Linked DNA regions of Mus musculus: region 2 is linked to region 1. The links are chromatin contacts, called in public promoter capture Hi-C maps. All regions are on one chromosome and are shown on one strand. The core of a region is the stretch at or near the end of the contact, and the rest is flanking DNA. Distances in the headings are between cores, read along the strand shown. Region 1 holds the start of Arl6ip6 (ADP-ribosylation factor-like 6 interacting protein 6). Region 2 holds the start of Plekha3 (pleckstrin homology domain-containing, family A (phosphoinositide binding specific) member 3).

Region 1 (6,466 bases), core at 743-3,242:
TGAAGAAAATTTGTACAAAAGAAACTTCAGGGCATAACAGAATTTGACTTCAGTTCCTCACTCCATTCTCCAAAATGCCACTGTCCTCTGCAATGAACGTCTACTCATGGGTATATACCTTTATGTTACAAAAGAAAAATAAACTACGTGAATAACAAATCTATCATGGCTGAAGTGGGAAAAAAAACTGTTGAAGGGCCACCTGCATCCCATTAGGGAATGGGAGGAAATAAAGCAAAACTGAACTGGAGATTTAATTTTAATTAGTAAAGGCAACACAAGAATGAGTGTTGAATCCTTTTAATACAAAATAGTTTTCATGTTTCTATTTCTCAAGAATTGGCAAAGTCAGCACTAACTGAATTAAAATCTCTTTCTACTACAATAAATACTAAATCATACAACAAATTCAAATGGGGGAAGAGGGTCTTTCTGAGCATTGCTATTTGGACAATATGTCAATTTCTGACACAGTAGAATAGGCTTGTCCTGAAATAACTCTACCTGATTACAAGGGAAAAATAGAAAAACCATTTTTGCCTATAAAAGTAGAAACTTAGCCAAGCCGTGGTGATGTGTCTTTAATCCCAGCACTTGGGAGGCAGAAGCAGGCGGGTTTCTGAACTCAGAAATCAAGGCCATGGCAAATACAGTAGTGGATGCTCACAGTCAGCTATTGGATGGATCACAGGGCTCCCAATGGAGGAGCTAGAGAAAGTACCCAAGGAGCTAATGGGAACTGCAACCCTATAGGTGGAACAGCAATATGAACTAACCAGCACCCCGGAGTTCTTGACTCTAGCTGCATATGTATCAAAAGATGGCCTAGTCGGCCATCATTGGCAAGAGAGGCCCCTTAGTCTTGTAAACTTTATATACCCCAGTACAGGGGAATGCCAGGGCCAAGTAGTGGGAGTGGGTGGGTAGGGGGGCAGGGCGAGAGGGCGGGGGGGGGGGGAGTATAGGGGGCTTTCAGGATAGCATTTAAAATGTAAATGAAGAAAATATCTAATAAAAATTTTTAAAAAAGAATATTAAAAAAAAAAAAGAAAGAAAGAAAGCCAGCCAGTTTGGTCTACAAAGTGAGTTCCAGGACAGCCAGGTCTATACAGAGAAACCCTGTCTCAAAAAAGAAAAAAAGAAAGAAAGAGAGAGAGAGAGAGAAAAGTAGAAACTTGGGATGGGGTGGGGGTGGGGATCCTTGTCCTAGGTTCAGAGAACAGTGCAAACCCAGCATGTCTCTTAACATCAGCCTTAGGACGTACAGCAGTACTTTCTTACACGTACTTTTTTGATCCTTTTAAAAGTAAGGGGCTCTGCTGTTTCAACTCAAAGTGTTCAATGCCTTTACGGCATTAAAGACTGTAGATTTAGCCAAAGATCTTTTCTAAATGGGTCTCATGACGGAGCAAGGACGTCCATCTAGGGAGAGAAGACAAAAGGGACGATAGCAGTCTCGAGGGAACGCTTTGGGAGGAGAGTGTGAATGGGGGCGTGTGATGTACTGGCTGCACTTTACGCTGGACAGCCTTTCAAGGCCTGGGCTTCAATACCTTTAACGATCATGTAGGCGATGGCGAGAAGGAAAGCAAGGAGGACGGCGAACAGCAGCGAACAGAGAATGGAAAGGGCTTGGATGGGCCACCGCCGAGCCTGGGTTCGCTTGGCCGCAGTGGCCGGGAAGATGCCGTTGCGCTTATCCGGCAGGACCGGAGACCCGTCCCCGACCCGGGGGAGTAGCGGGGCCCTCTTGGTCTCCGACGACGCCCTGGCTGAGAACTCTGCCCGCAAGTCGCGGGCCACTTGGTCGCATCCCTCGTCTTCGTCGCCTTCGCCCTCACCCCAGCTGTCCCCCTGAGTGTAGTCGGAATACCCGGGCCGAGTCGCAGGGCCTGGGGTAACCTGACGGCGCCTCCGCGCGCCCGCAAACCTCCAACTCTCCACGAACGACATGGCGGGAAAGACTGAGAGTCCCGCGAAGGTCGGCTGTCCACCACCGCCACGCCCCGCCCCGGCTACAGCCAATCAGAGACGGCCGTCGGCGGACCCAACCACCGCGCGCAGAACCGTAGGGGAGTGCAAGAGCGGGTTACCCGGGGACTCCGCTTCCGGAGGCGCCGTGGGAGCGCGCGCCCATGGCCCGCCGCGACAACACTCTCATTTATTCCACCCTTTCGGGTCCTGTGGGCACGCACCTCTCGAGCCCCATGACCGCAGTTCCGCGCCTTCCTAACCGCCAGTCGCTTCCTCCCTCGGGCGAGAGATCTCTGTCTTTACCGCTCCCCGCCAGATACAGTTCGCGCCTCCGCCCTTCACTATGCCGGGCGCGCGCGCAGCTCTCGAGTTTCTCCCCCCCACCCCCAAAGGCACGACCCCCTCCCCAGGGCAACCGCGCGCGCGCGCACTAGGCCGCTAACGCCGGGTGCCGCTTCCCCCGCCCCACCCCCACCCCACCCCTGGTGGCCTCAGGTTTGTGGGGCGAACGTAACTAGGGCGAGGGGCTGGACGCCACTGCCCCACCCCCCGACGGGGTGCGGTGGCCCGAACCCGGGAATCTGGGTCCCCGCCGTGTCCCCTTTCCTGGGGGAAGTTGGTAGAGTTTCCCCGGCAGAGCACTCGACGCAGAAACTTCCTCCGTCCCCCCTCCCCCCCCCTCCATGCAGGCGACGCCGAGCGAGGCAGGGGGCGAATCGCCGCAGAGCTGCCTGTCGGTCTCGCGCTCTGATTGGACAGTAGGGAAGCCTGTCAGTTTATTGGCCCCGCTGATCCCGCCCCGCAGCTCAGGGCAGCCTTTACCCTTTGGCCCCGGCGGGCGCCAGCCACTCAGATCGCTTCTTGTTGGTATGTGCAGCGGCAGTGGCCGCCGACGGAGCAGTCTGAGCCCGACGATGAGGCCGGGGACTGGAGCCGAGCGTGGAGGCCTCATGGTGAGTGAAATGGAGAGCCAACCTCCCTCGCGGGGTCCCGGGGACGGGGAGCGGAGATTGTCCGGCTCAAACCTGTGCTCCAGTTCTTGGGTCTCTGCTGACGGCTTCCTGAGGAGACGGCCCTCGGTAAGGGATCGGCGGGGTAGGGGAAAGCGGCACAATGAAAAACCGAGTCAGAGAAACAGGAAGCTCTCTCCAAACGGAGAAGAGCATATCAGGAAGAGAGCTGCAGATGGTGGGCTACGTCCCAAGGGGGAGAGATGGAGGGCGGGAACACACAAAGAAATAGGTGGGACCTTGGACTTGCCAGTGGTCTTGGCCTAGGTAGATAGATGCCTTAGGAAGAAGGAAGGTGCTGGGCCCCGGGCGGACTGTGCATCTGAGAGCCCCAGGCTTGACTTACAGTAGGGACACTTAAGTCTGTGGGACTTAAGGAGCGGCTGCTGCGGTCTTATTTCTCCGGGAGTGGTGGTGATTTGCAGGGCTTGGGGGATTCGGTTGGGAGAATTGGCTGCGGATACTTAGTTTCAAGCCAGGAACAATGGAAGTATTATATTTTAAGCTCCCTAAAACGGCATGAATTTGTTAGTGTCTGGGACAGTTTAACTCTATTAAAACATTTGTGAAGTACTCTTGGGTACCCGCACTCTGTTTTAGGTCTTGTCCATATGAATGTAATTTTAAGTAGTATAAGCTGGTTATGTGTATAAAGGTGACGGAAGTTGTGTTCATCGTAATAATTTTTTAAGTTGGAATTCAATACATAGTCACCAAGTCTGACCAGTCATTTAACAGTTTGTTAAGTCATTGGAGAGGGGTTGTAATCCGCTAATGGGTTTAACTTTTCCATTATTTTGTAAATTTTCAGGCCCCATCTAATAATCACTGTAGTGTAATTAAGATTAACTTCAGTATATGCTAATACTGTAATTTAATCACAGTGATTTAATATTGTGCCTTAATTGATGGGTTTTAGTTGTTGTTTTTGAAATGACATTTTAAAGAAGCATTTAACTGTCTCTCACTCTCCCTTTTTATTATTTTTCAGATGGGGCATCCTGGCATGCATTATGCACCAATGGGCATGCACCCTATGGGTCAGAGAGCAAACATGCCTCCTGTACCTCATGGAATGATGCCACAGATGATGCCCCCTATGGGAGGGCCTCCAATGGGACAAGTAAGAAGACGCTTTCCCTTTGGCTTGCTTAGTTTTGTTTGAGTGTGTCGAGATGTATTTAAGATGTAAGTCAGTGGTGTACTTGCAGCCCTTTAAAGGTTAGTTTATATCCACGTAATGTCTTCAAACAAGACAAAACATTACATTGCTCATGTCTGTAACCAAATTTTGAATGTAGTAAGACTGTATGAGAAAAAATTAACTGACTTCCTCAACAAAATTAAGCTTTAAAAAAAATAAGCCGGCTGTGGTGGCGCACGCCTTTGATCCCAGCACTTGGGAGGCAGTGGCAGTTAGATCTCTGAGTTCAAGGCCAGCCTGGATCTATAGACTGAGTTCCAAGACAGAGAAACCCTATCTGGAAAACCAAGCAAATAATTTAAAGTGAGAGTATACATCTAATCTATTTAACTTAGTGACTTTATTTCAGGCATTATAATTATTAATGGTCTAGGAGTAAATATATATCAGAAGATAATCGTGGTGAATGTGTAAAGCCTAGCATCAGAAAAATAGTAGTTACTTGGGGTTTTCATGTAGAATGAATTTTATTCTTGGAGTATCTTCCTCTTGTTTGGGGTGCGGAGGGATTTTCTGCTCTATTACTAATTCTTTCCTGGACAGTGCCAAATAGGTAGCTCATTTTCTACTTAATTTTTGAATGATAATTGCTTCTATACTCCTACTTGTGCGTTGCCCCTTGAATCTCTAGCACAAATCGTAAATGGACGTTTTTTCGTAGGAGTGATTGGATTAAAAGGTTTTAAGATGACTCAGGAACACGGGTAGAATTTCTAGAGAAGTGGTCAAGAAAGACAAGAGCTTGAGGTGCATCAACAGTTCTGTCCTATGCTAGGTTCTATATAATACACTGATTCTTAGGTGGGCTGGGTTATTCCAGTTGAATATCTTGATAAGTCATGAAATTTTTGATTAGCAGAATATTTTAGAAAGCCAGTTGTATATTTTCTTTTGCTAATGAGTACTATTGAGTTTGACGATGGTTTGAGCAATGAAGGCTAAAGTTACTGGTGAAATTACAGGGGGAAACAGGAACTTGTGTTTTTTTGTTTGTTTGCTTTTTTTATTTTAAAGAGTAGAATGGCTCAGTGTTAAGTGGTTTTCTTTTATATTTGGAATATAGCCCTTAATTTTGGATAAGAAAATTGTATTCAAAGGCACCAAACTGAAAAGATTCTGCCTGCAGGAGTTCCTTATAGAAAAGATTCTTTTGCTCTGTTACTCTCGAATAATAATACTTTAAAACTCCCTAGGATATGCAGAGACAACTCTTGATTCTTTTTCTGTATCTTTCCATCTCTAAGCAGCACAAAACCCTTCTTGTTTTCTTGGTAGAGCTGCTCTAACTAGATAATGAGCTTTAAAAAATATTTATTCTCTAATGCTCTGGTTCTTATTTAAAATTAGTTTCTTTCCACAGAAAGATAAAATAAAACAATTTGCTACTGCCAGACGCTTCTCTCTTTTCTGGGGCCTTCTGTGTCCATTGGGCCAGGCAAGGTAAGTTTGCAAGGGGTTGGCCTGCTTACCCTTGCTGTCCCGGTGCTGTTGCACTAGCAGTCCTGAGATGCCAGCTACTCATTTTTAGTACAGTGCAGATTTTACTTTATTTTTTTAAGTAATTGGCATACACTGGTCACAGTTTGTTTTGTGGCCCCTTCTCTTTAGCTGTGCCAGTGACCATATTCCTAATTAGTTTACTTTATACTTACACACTTCAGATATTTTGACTTTTGCTTCATGGTTTTCTACTATTATTAATTTTTTTTTTAGTCTAATATGTTCTGTGCACCTGACTGTTTAAATGTTTAGCATTCTTCCTCTGTGAGGATAATGAATACTTTGGGAGACCAGATCTGAAAGTCTCAAGAAAATTGCTGTTATTTTCTCAAAATTAGGTCATTATCTAGTGCCCACTTCCTACCTAAGAGTATGGGTCCTAGCTTATGGTAAAGCTAAGCTGAATCCTTAAGGGCTCCAGGATTCTTTCTCAAAGCTCTGTGTACCTTTTCTTAATGATGAACTGATTGTTTTCCTGCATCATTTCTTCTCTTTGCATATGCTCTGGATTATTAATAGTAATTATAATGAGAAGATAATTGAGAAGAAGCAGGGTACCTGTATAGTTTTGCCATCCATCTTTTTTAAAGTTTGTTAAAAACTTTTAGATTTTCGGGACTAAGGGCTTTATAATCTTCAAAAATAGTTGATCTTTTATAACTGCAGAATTCTGTGGCCATTATTTCATCTAACATGGGCTTATAGTACATGAAAAATAAATTACAATTTCCAGACCACAAGCAGACTTTTTGCCTTGTCATAGTCACATTTAACACGT
Region 2 (7,102 bases), core at 494-2,993, about 23 Mb before region 1:
GCTCTCTGTACCACAGGCTATGAGGACACCTCCCACAAGAACATTTCACCCCAAGAGCAATTTCCCTGTAATTATGACTCATGGCTGTAACTGCCCCATTGCTCTGGGCCATGCTAAAAATATTCCTCCCGCCTTACCTCCAAAGACAGTGTGCTCAAAAACATTTGCATCTCCAAGCTTAAAGGATATGGACCTCAAAGCTGATACCGCACCTCCACCAGCAATCAGTGCCCGCAAGGGCCCAAAGGAAAACTCTTAGCAAAAAGTGTCGGCCTGATGTCTCAAGGCTTCCAGTAAAAAACTGTCATTTGCATGATTATTTGGTTTTCCATTCGAGCAGAAAACACGGTGCATTATAAACATCAAGCCGCTGGCTATCGTAAATCTGGCTCTAGCCAGATACAACCAAGCATTTAGCCCTAGCAGGGTTTGCCTGCAGCTCCCCACAAGTTAGATGAACACTAGCTGAGTGCATCACAGGATGCTCAATACTGGGCAGAGTATGTGAGCAGCAGCAAGATGACAACTGCCCATCCTTTGTAACTAAGAATCTGAGAACTGCCCACAATTCCCTTCAAGCCGCCGGTTTTCCTCTAGTTCAGTGAGATCATGGGATTCAGAGGTTGGAAAGTACCTCTGGGACAAAATGGCTAACCACCCAGGCCTATCCAACTGGGGTCCTGAATGAATACCACCTGCCTTTGGTGTTAGTTCTTACAAAGATCACAGAGTATGTATGGATTTAAGGTGTGTTTTAAAAGCCAGACTTCCAATATCACAGGCAGGGACAGCCCCCTGCTGCTGATCCCATTTCTATACAAACAGCTTTCTTCTAACTACCCCACCAGGGAAACTTGCCCGCTCCTTCTGGGCTGCACTTCCAACCATTTCTCACAATGACTCGAATTCCCGTGGTGTTAAAAATGTGCTTTCTTCCACTATGTCTCACAATTACCCAAATTCCCAAACCTCACAGAAAACCAATCCTTAAGAACCTTCTCTGAGGATAGCTTCCAAAAGCACACTTGATGAGCTCAGCCAGCCGCAACAAGTGGACTTTCAAACCTGTGGTAAGAAAATGTAAAGGAATATACAAAAAAAAAAAAAAAAAAAAAAATCTTAAAATCAAATGCACACACACACTTTACAAATGCTGTCCATAGAGCGTGGATGAAGGAGACAGTGGATAAAAGAGATGATGGGATACTGTTTCCGAGGCACAAGGGGCAGTGCAGGTTTTTGGTGGTGTCCCATCCTCAGGCTGGTACGCAGTCTCGAACTCCCAATCGAAGAGGCCCGTAATGGGCCCCACGAGGGGCAGTGGAAGGGTCGGAGGGCATCGAGCGCGGAACTGAGTGCCGCGGCTTGCCAGGGGGTGCCCAAGGGCCCGACTGCCCGCCGCCCCACGCCGCCCGCCCCGTACCTGTGAGATAGTTGGTCCACTTGTACAGAACCCCCTCCATGCTTCAGAGCCCGGCGCCGCGCATCCTCCTGGCCCGGCGCCGGCCGCGCTGCTGCGGAGGCGCGGGCCCGCAGCCCTCCGCCCCGACCCGGCGGCCCTCAGAGGCCCGGCCGGCGGGCGCCCCGTGCTGCTCGGAGGCCGCGAGGCGCGGACATCCCCAGCGGGAACGGCGCGGCGACCCCCGGGACGACCCCAGCGCCCGCCGCCCTCCCGCTCCGCCACCGCTCCACGAGCCCCGGCGCTGCCCTCCTGCACGCCTGCCTTCCTTCCCCTCGGGCTTCCCGGCTTGTTTTCATTGACCCCGACGTCGCTTTCACTTCCTGGATGAAAGGGGCCGGCTCGGCCCACGAAACCCCTCCCCGGCGGCGGGGCTGCGGGACGGCCGCGTGCCCGAGGCTGCGCCGCGCGCCCTCGTGGGGCGGCTCCGCGGTCCCCCGCTCCCCGGCTGCCCCGCATCCGGACATCTCCAGTCCGCAGCAGACCAACTCCCGGGGCATCCTGCACAAGGCGGCTGCCGAAGGCCTCGCCTCCTTCGGATCTTTTTCAATAAAATCAAGGGTTGCTCATTTCTTGGAGCTTCCAGTGCTCACACTCCGGGGAAGTAGGAAGTTACCTCCTAGGAAAAGCTGGAGCAATGGCAAGGCCCTGTAATCCCAGCACTCTAGAGGCTGAGGCAGGAAGGACCAAAGGCCAGCCTGGGCTACATCCTTCTTTTAAGAAAGTAGTATGCAGGCCAGAGAGGTCCTCCAACAAGGTCTTATGGAACTAGGGTTGGCAAGATAGCTTTCCAAGTAAAGCGCTTGCCTCCGGGAGCTTGACCAGTACTGTCCTGGGGGCCTCACACAGTGGAAGGAAAGAACCTCATTTACACATGGGCCATGTTACACGCATCCCCCCCCCGGCCCCCCCCCCACACACACACACATTTTTTTTTCTTTTAATGTCATACATCACGATGTATGCCTTTAATACCAGCATTTAGGAAGCAGAGGAAGGCAGATGAGTTCTGTTAGTTCCAAGCCTGCCTGGTCTACGCAGTGACTTCTAGGCCAGACAGACCCCCCTTCTCTCTCTCTCTCTTTCTCTCTCTCTCTCTCTCTCTCTCTCTCTCACACACACACACACACACACACACACAGGAAAGAAGAGGTTAAGAAGAAAAATGTTAAGAAGGTATCGTGCATCCTATTTTTGTTTTGTTTTTAAAAGGATTTCTCTTAATTTTTTTTTAATCTCACTTGGAAGGGCGTCCTTACACACTTGACAACTTTTAGATTTAGAAAGTTTTGCAAATTCCAATTACTTTGCATAAAGCAGAGTCAGTATTGAGGTAGTGAAATCCCTGGCTTATCCTTCCAGGAAGGCTGACTGAATAGGGTGATCGGGATGTCCACTTGGGGAATCGACGAGCTGAATATTCAACAAATCACATAGAGTTCAGTAATGATAGTTCAACTGTGGAGGGCATCTGACACTTACCATAAAATTCGAGTTTTGTGTTGTTTGAAAGGTTTATCATACTAAAAGGATAAGGGGGATATATCAAGAGACTGGACTAATCTCTGTTGTCTATTAGCCAGCTGTGAAATTGGAACAAAATGTTCAATAGTCAGTTTTCCTGTCTGATGTGAATGAATTCTCATGGGAGAAAAAAAAAAAAAAAAAGCTTTTCTCTGCTAAAGGCCTTCACCTCAAGGGCGGCCTCAAGAGGTTAGGGACAGAAACACAAGTTATCTTTTGCAATGCCGGGCATGGGCTGCTGAAGCCCTGGAGACACTCCACTGTGTGTTCTGAGAGTCTCCTGGCTGCATGCGGTAGACATGGCCTGGAGTCTTTTTTCGCAGTACTCCAACTACCATATCCCCCCCTCCAAAAATATCCTTCAAGGACTTCCACAAATATCCAGAGAAGAGCAGCCAACCTATATTGTCAAGAACCTATTCTTCCAAAAATGTCTGCATCCACTGTGCCTGTCAAGTCCGTAGGGGCCTTAGAAGCCTGTGATTAGAAAGAATAACGACTAGAATATCCCACCGTGACCTGTTTGCATTTTGTATCAATTTCTTGGCCCAACATTTTAATATTTTAAAAATACTGTATTTAGGATCCTACAGCTATCTATTCTTTTTCTATGGCCAAATGGGTCAGTGTAGCATTTAAAAATTTAAAACCAAGCCATTCAAGCAATCCGTTAGCAGAGGCAGTGTTGGAGAGGCAAGATCAGGGCATCAAGTGGAGCCCATAAAATTTTGCAGCATCTCCTAAGTGCCTAGAAACGACCACCATAATGCCAGTTTTATTTCAGGAAACGCAAGTCTGACTACTGCAGGCGAAAGAAACCTGCGGACAGGGTGTGCGGTGCTATTCTAGCCAGAGTACAGCCAACCGGAGCACCCAACGGCCAAGACACACTCCAACCGGCGGCGATTTGCTGGTGCGAGAGGGGGCGGGGCCTCTCGTAGCCCCGCCTTGGACCTTTGTGACGTAGGACAATGCCTGCCACGCGTCCCAATTCAGTCTGATCAGCCTGCTGACACTCTGTGGGGCTTACACTGGGCCTGGGAGTGCTGCTTTGGGAAACATGAATCTCCTATTCAGACTAGCAGTTTTCCTTAGCCTGTGGTGTTGTTCCGATGCTCAGGGACAAACAAAAGAAGAAAGCACTGAGGAAGTGAAAATAGAAGTTTTGCACCGTCCAGAAAACTGCTCCAAAACAAGCAGGAAAGGAGACTTGCTAAATGCCCATTACGATGGCTACTTGGCTAAAGACGGCTCCAAATTCTACTGCAGGTAGGAGATGCTCCGTCCAGTTCAAGTTCAGTTGATAGACCACATCTTGCCCACTACCACCAGCAGCAGCAGCCAGAGCCTAACTGGTTGTTTTGTTTTAAGGTTTTTTGGTTTTGTTTTTTAACAGTAAATTAAGCCTTCATGCCGATTTAGATTAGAAGACATTCCCTAAACAAAACTGAATGTTTTTAGTTATTTGAAATGTAAGCGCAGTAAACTGACTGCAGACTCACTACGTCAGGCAGAGCACTGACCACCACCACTGTCCTTGGAACCCGGAAAACTAAATCTAGAGGCTTCTTGAAAAGATATTCACACTTTCTCCTTACCCAGAGCTGAAGTCTGATTCCAAACAGAGTGTATAAGAAAGCTACCGCGTTTCCTTCTGGACTTTGTGGGTCATTTTCTAAAACTCTGGTTATCACATCCATTCTCTCTGTTCCCTAGTCCGGTCTGACTGAATGCAGTCTGTTTAGCTGTACTGTTTCCCCTCAAAGACAGGCCAATCTTTCCAGTCTAGCAATTCTTTCCAATTTAGAGGAAAACTTATTCTTCCAACGTAGAAGAGAAATTTGACAGGATGCTATTTTTCAGTCGTTCTTAAAATGAAATTTAGGGCTCAGCCTGCCCCTTTGGTTTGGGAAACAAACCCAGAGAAGGTAAATGAGTCATTTTGTTCAAGCCATCCAGCTAGTTAGAGGCAGGAGACCCATTTTTAAAAGTGAACCATTGAGTAGTTTTTGTAAGGACGGCAAAAATCAGAAATCAGAATGTTTTCCAATGATATGCTCTGCCAATTTATGGGGAAGTTTGATCCAAACAATTCGCAAAGGACAGAGTTCTGAAGGGTGCAATGTGGGGAAAGAGATTCCAGTCTTAAGTAACAAGTGCCTGAGCTGTATTTAAGTTTCCTTTATGAGATGGTCTTACTTACACACTAAGTATGGTTTCTCATAGCCGGACACAAGATGAAGGCCACCCCAAATGGTTTGTTCTTGGTGTCGGACATGTCATAAAGGGGCTGGACATTGCTATGATGGACATGTGCCCTGGGGAAAAGAGAAAGGTGATTATACCGCCTTCGTTTGCATATGGAAAAGAAGGCTACGGTAAGTTGTGGGTTTTTTTTTTTGCTGTATCTTTTAGTAGCTTTAAAAAAGATAAGTCGTTTATAAAAAAAATCAAAACAAATCTGTATATTCTTTAAAAATGGAAGTAAGTCTCAAAGAGATATTTGCATATCTATGTTCTCAGTAACAGCACAGTCCACAAGAAGCAAGATGTGGAAGAAACCCAAGAGTCCAGAGATGGGAGAGCAAATAAAACAATGGGTATAGGGCACACAGTGAAATATTACATAGGCTTTCAAAAGAGTGAAATTCTGACTCATGCTACAGTGTAGATGAACCTTAAAGACTAATCCGCTAAGTGAAAGACGCCAGACACAAAAAAATATCAATACTGTAGGATTGCAATTATATGAAGTATCTATAATAGTCAAGCCAGCAGACACAAAAGCAGAGGGTGGTTACCTGGGACTAAAGGAGAGATGTTGAATAGCATAGTGTTTCAGTGATCAAGATAAGAGTTCTAGATGTAGATTGCACTGTAACACAATTGTACTTTATACTTATTTAAAAATAGTCAAGGAAGTAAATTTTGCTGGGCAGTGGTGGCGCACGCCTTTAATCCCAGCCCTTGGGAGGCAGAGGCAGGCAGATTTCTGAGTTCGAGGCCAGCCTGGTCTACAAAGTGAGTTCCAGGACAGCCAGGGCTATACAGAAAAACCCTGTCTCGAAAAACAAACAAAAAAAAAAACAACAAAAAAGTAAATTTTAAATTAGGTGTGTTTTGTCAATTTTAAAAAGTTACAGAAGAAATCATCACAGAAACTTGTTTAACAAATTCTTGTTATATTTAATTCATCCTATACCTTTCGTTTCATGTCTAAAGAAAACAAGACAGCATTGGAGTACCAACCTCCAGCCAGACTCTCATCCTCTGCATAGACACAGTGTTTAGGATGACTGTATATTCCATAAGCTCCCTTGGACATTTTTGGTTTTAGTATTACATATGTGCTTCCAGTAAAGATCATTAGTAAGCAGCCAGGTTAAGTTGTTAAAACTTGGGAGTCAGGAACAATTTCAGGATAGAAGGATGGTACCTCTGAGCGGTGAGTCGTTCTTCCCCCAACTCAGGAGAATCCTTCAGATGCAGAAAAAATAAGTTTCAGAGTTGTGCCTACTTTTAAATAGATCCTAGAGCAAGAAGATATGTGAACCTGCAGAAAGTTGGGGAAATATGATTAACTGGTGGGTAGGTGATCTAGCCCTAGAAGTAAGCTAAGTTCATAAACTAATAAAACACAAATTGTCTTTGATTCTAATGGAACGCTTAATTATATCCATAATTGGAGCAAAATTAGAACACAAACAAGGTATCATTTTTTGCTTATCCCACTAGCGAGGACGAGAATACTGACAGAGACATGGGGAAATGGGCCATTTCTTATATGATCGATGGGGAAGGAAGTCATTTGACCAAGAGTTTTATCAGAAGTAATTGTACCCTTATCTTCTGACTTAATAATTTTGAATTTTAGGACCATACACCAAAGCGTAAAAGAAGATTTATTGCTGTGTTAGTTAGGGTTCTCAAGAGAAAGAGAACCAGTAGAATATATTGATAGATAGATAGATAGATAGATAGATAGATAGATAGATAGATAGATAGATAGATAGAGAAGGGGAGGTTATTGATTGGCTTATATGAAGTGATCTGGGTAGCCCAACAATGGCTACCTTCTCAATGGAGAGAACCTGGAAGCTGCTTGGTCTTCAAAGCTAG

The links. Promoter capture Hi-C pulls out the DNA fragments that hold promoters and counts their contacts.
Region 2: a promoter capture Hi-C map of pre-B cells shows a contact between it and region 1, with 2.3 times the contacts expected there. The contact joins the promoter of Plekha3 here to the promoter of Arl6ip6 in region 1. A contact is called at or near these places in 4 of 39 promoter capture datasets (the C10 cell line, cranial neural crest, liver and 1 more).

The regions. Positions count from the first base shown.
Region 1 is chr2:53,187,610-53,194,075 of GRCm38.p6, reverse strand. It overlaps Arl6ip6 (ADP-ribosylation factor-like 6 interacting protein 6), which reads right to left and starts at 1,992. Exons shown (of 4, transcript NM_022989.4): 1 at 1,554-1,992. The coding sequence starts at 1,953. Prpf40a (pre-mRNA processing factor 40A) reads left to right here and starts at 2,822. Exons shown (of 26, transcript NM_018785.3): 1 at 2,822-3,053; 2 at 3,976-4,107. The coding sequence starts at 2,844.
Region 2 is chr2:76,669,956-76,677,057 of GRCm38.p6, reverse strand. Plekha3 (pleckstrin homology domain-containing, family A (phosphoinositide binding specific) member 3) reads right to left here and starts at 1,743. Exons shown (of 8, transcript NM_031256.3): 1 at 1,424-1,743. The coding sequence starts at 1,463. Gm39860 (a long non-coding RNA gene) reads right to left here and starts at 1,417. Exons shown (of 2, transcript XR_866494.2): 1 at 1,208-1,417; 2 at 1-1,065. Fkbp7 (FK506 binding protein 7) reads left to right here and starts at 3,960. Exons shown (of 4, transcript NM_010222.2): 1 at 3,960-4,252; 2 at 5,210-5,361. The coding sequence starts at 4,044.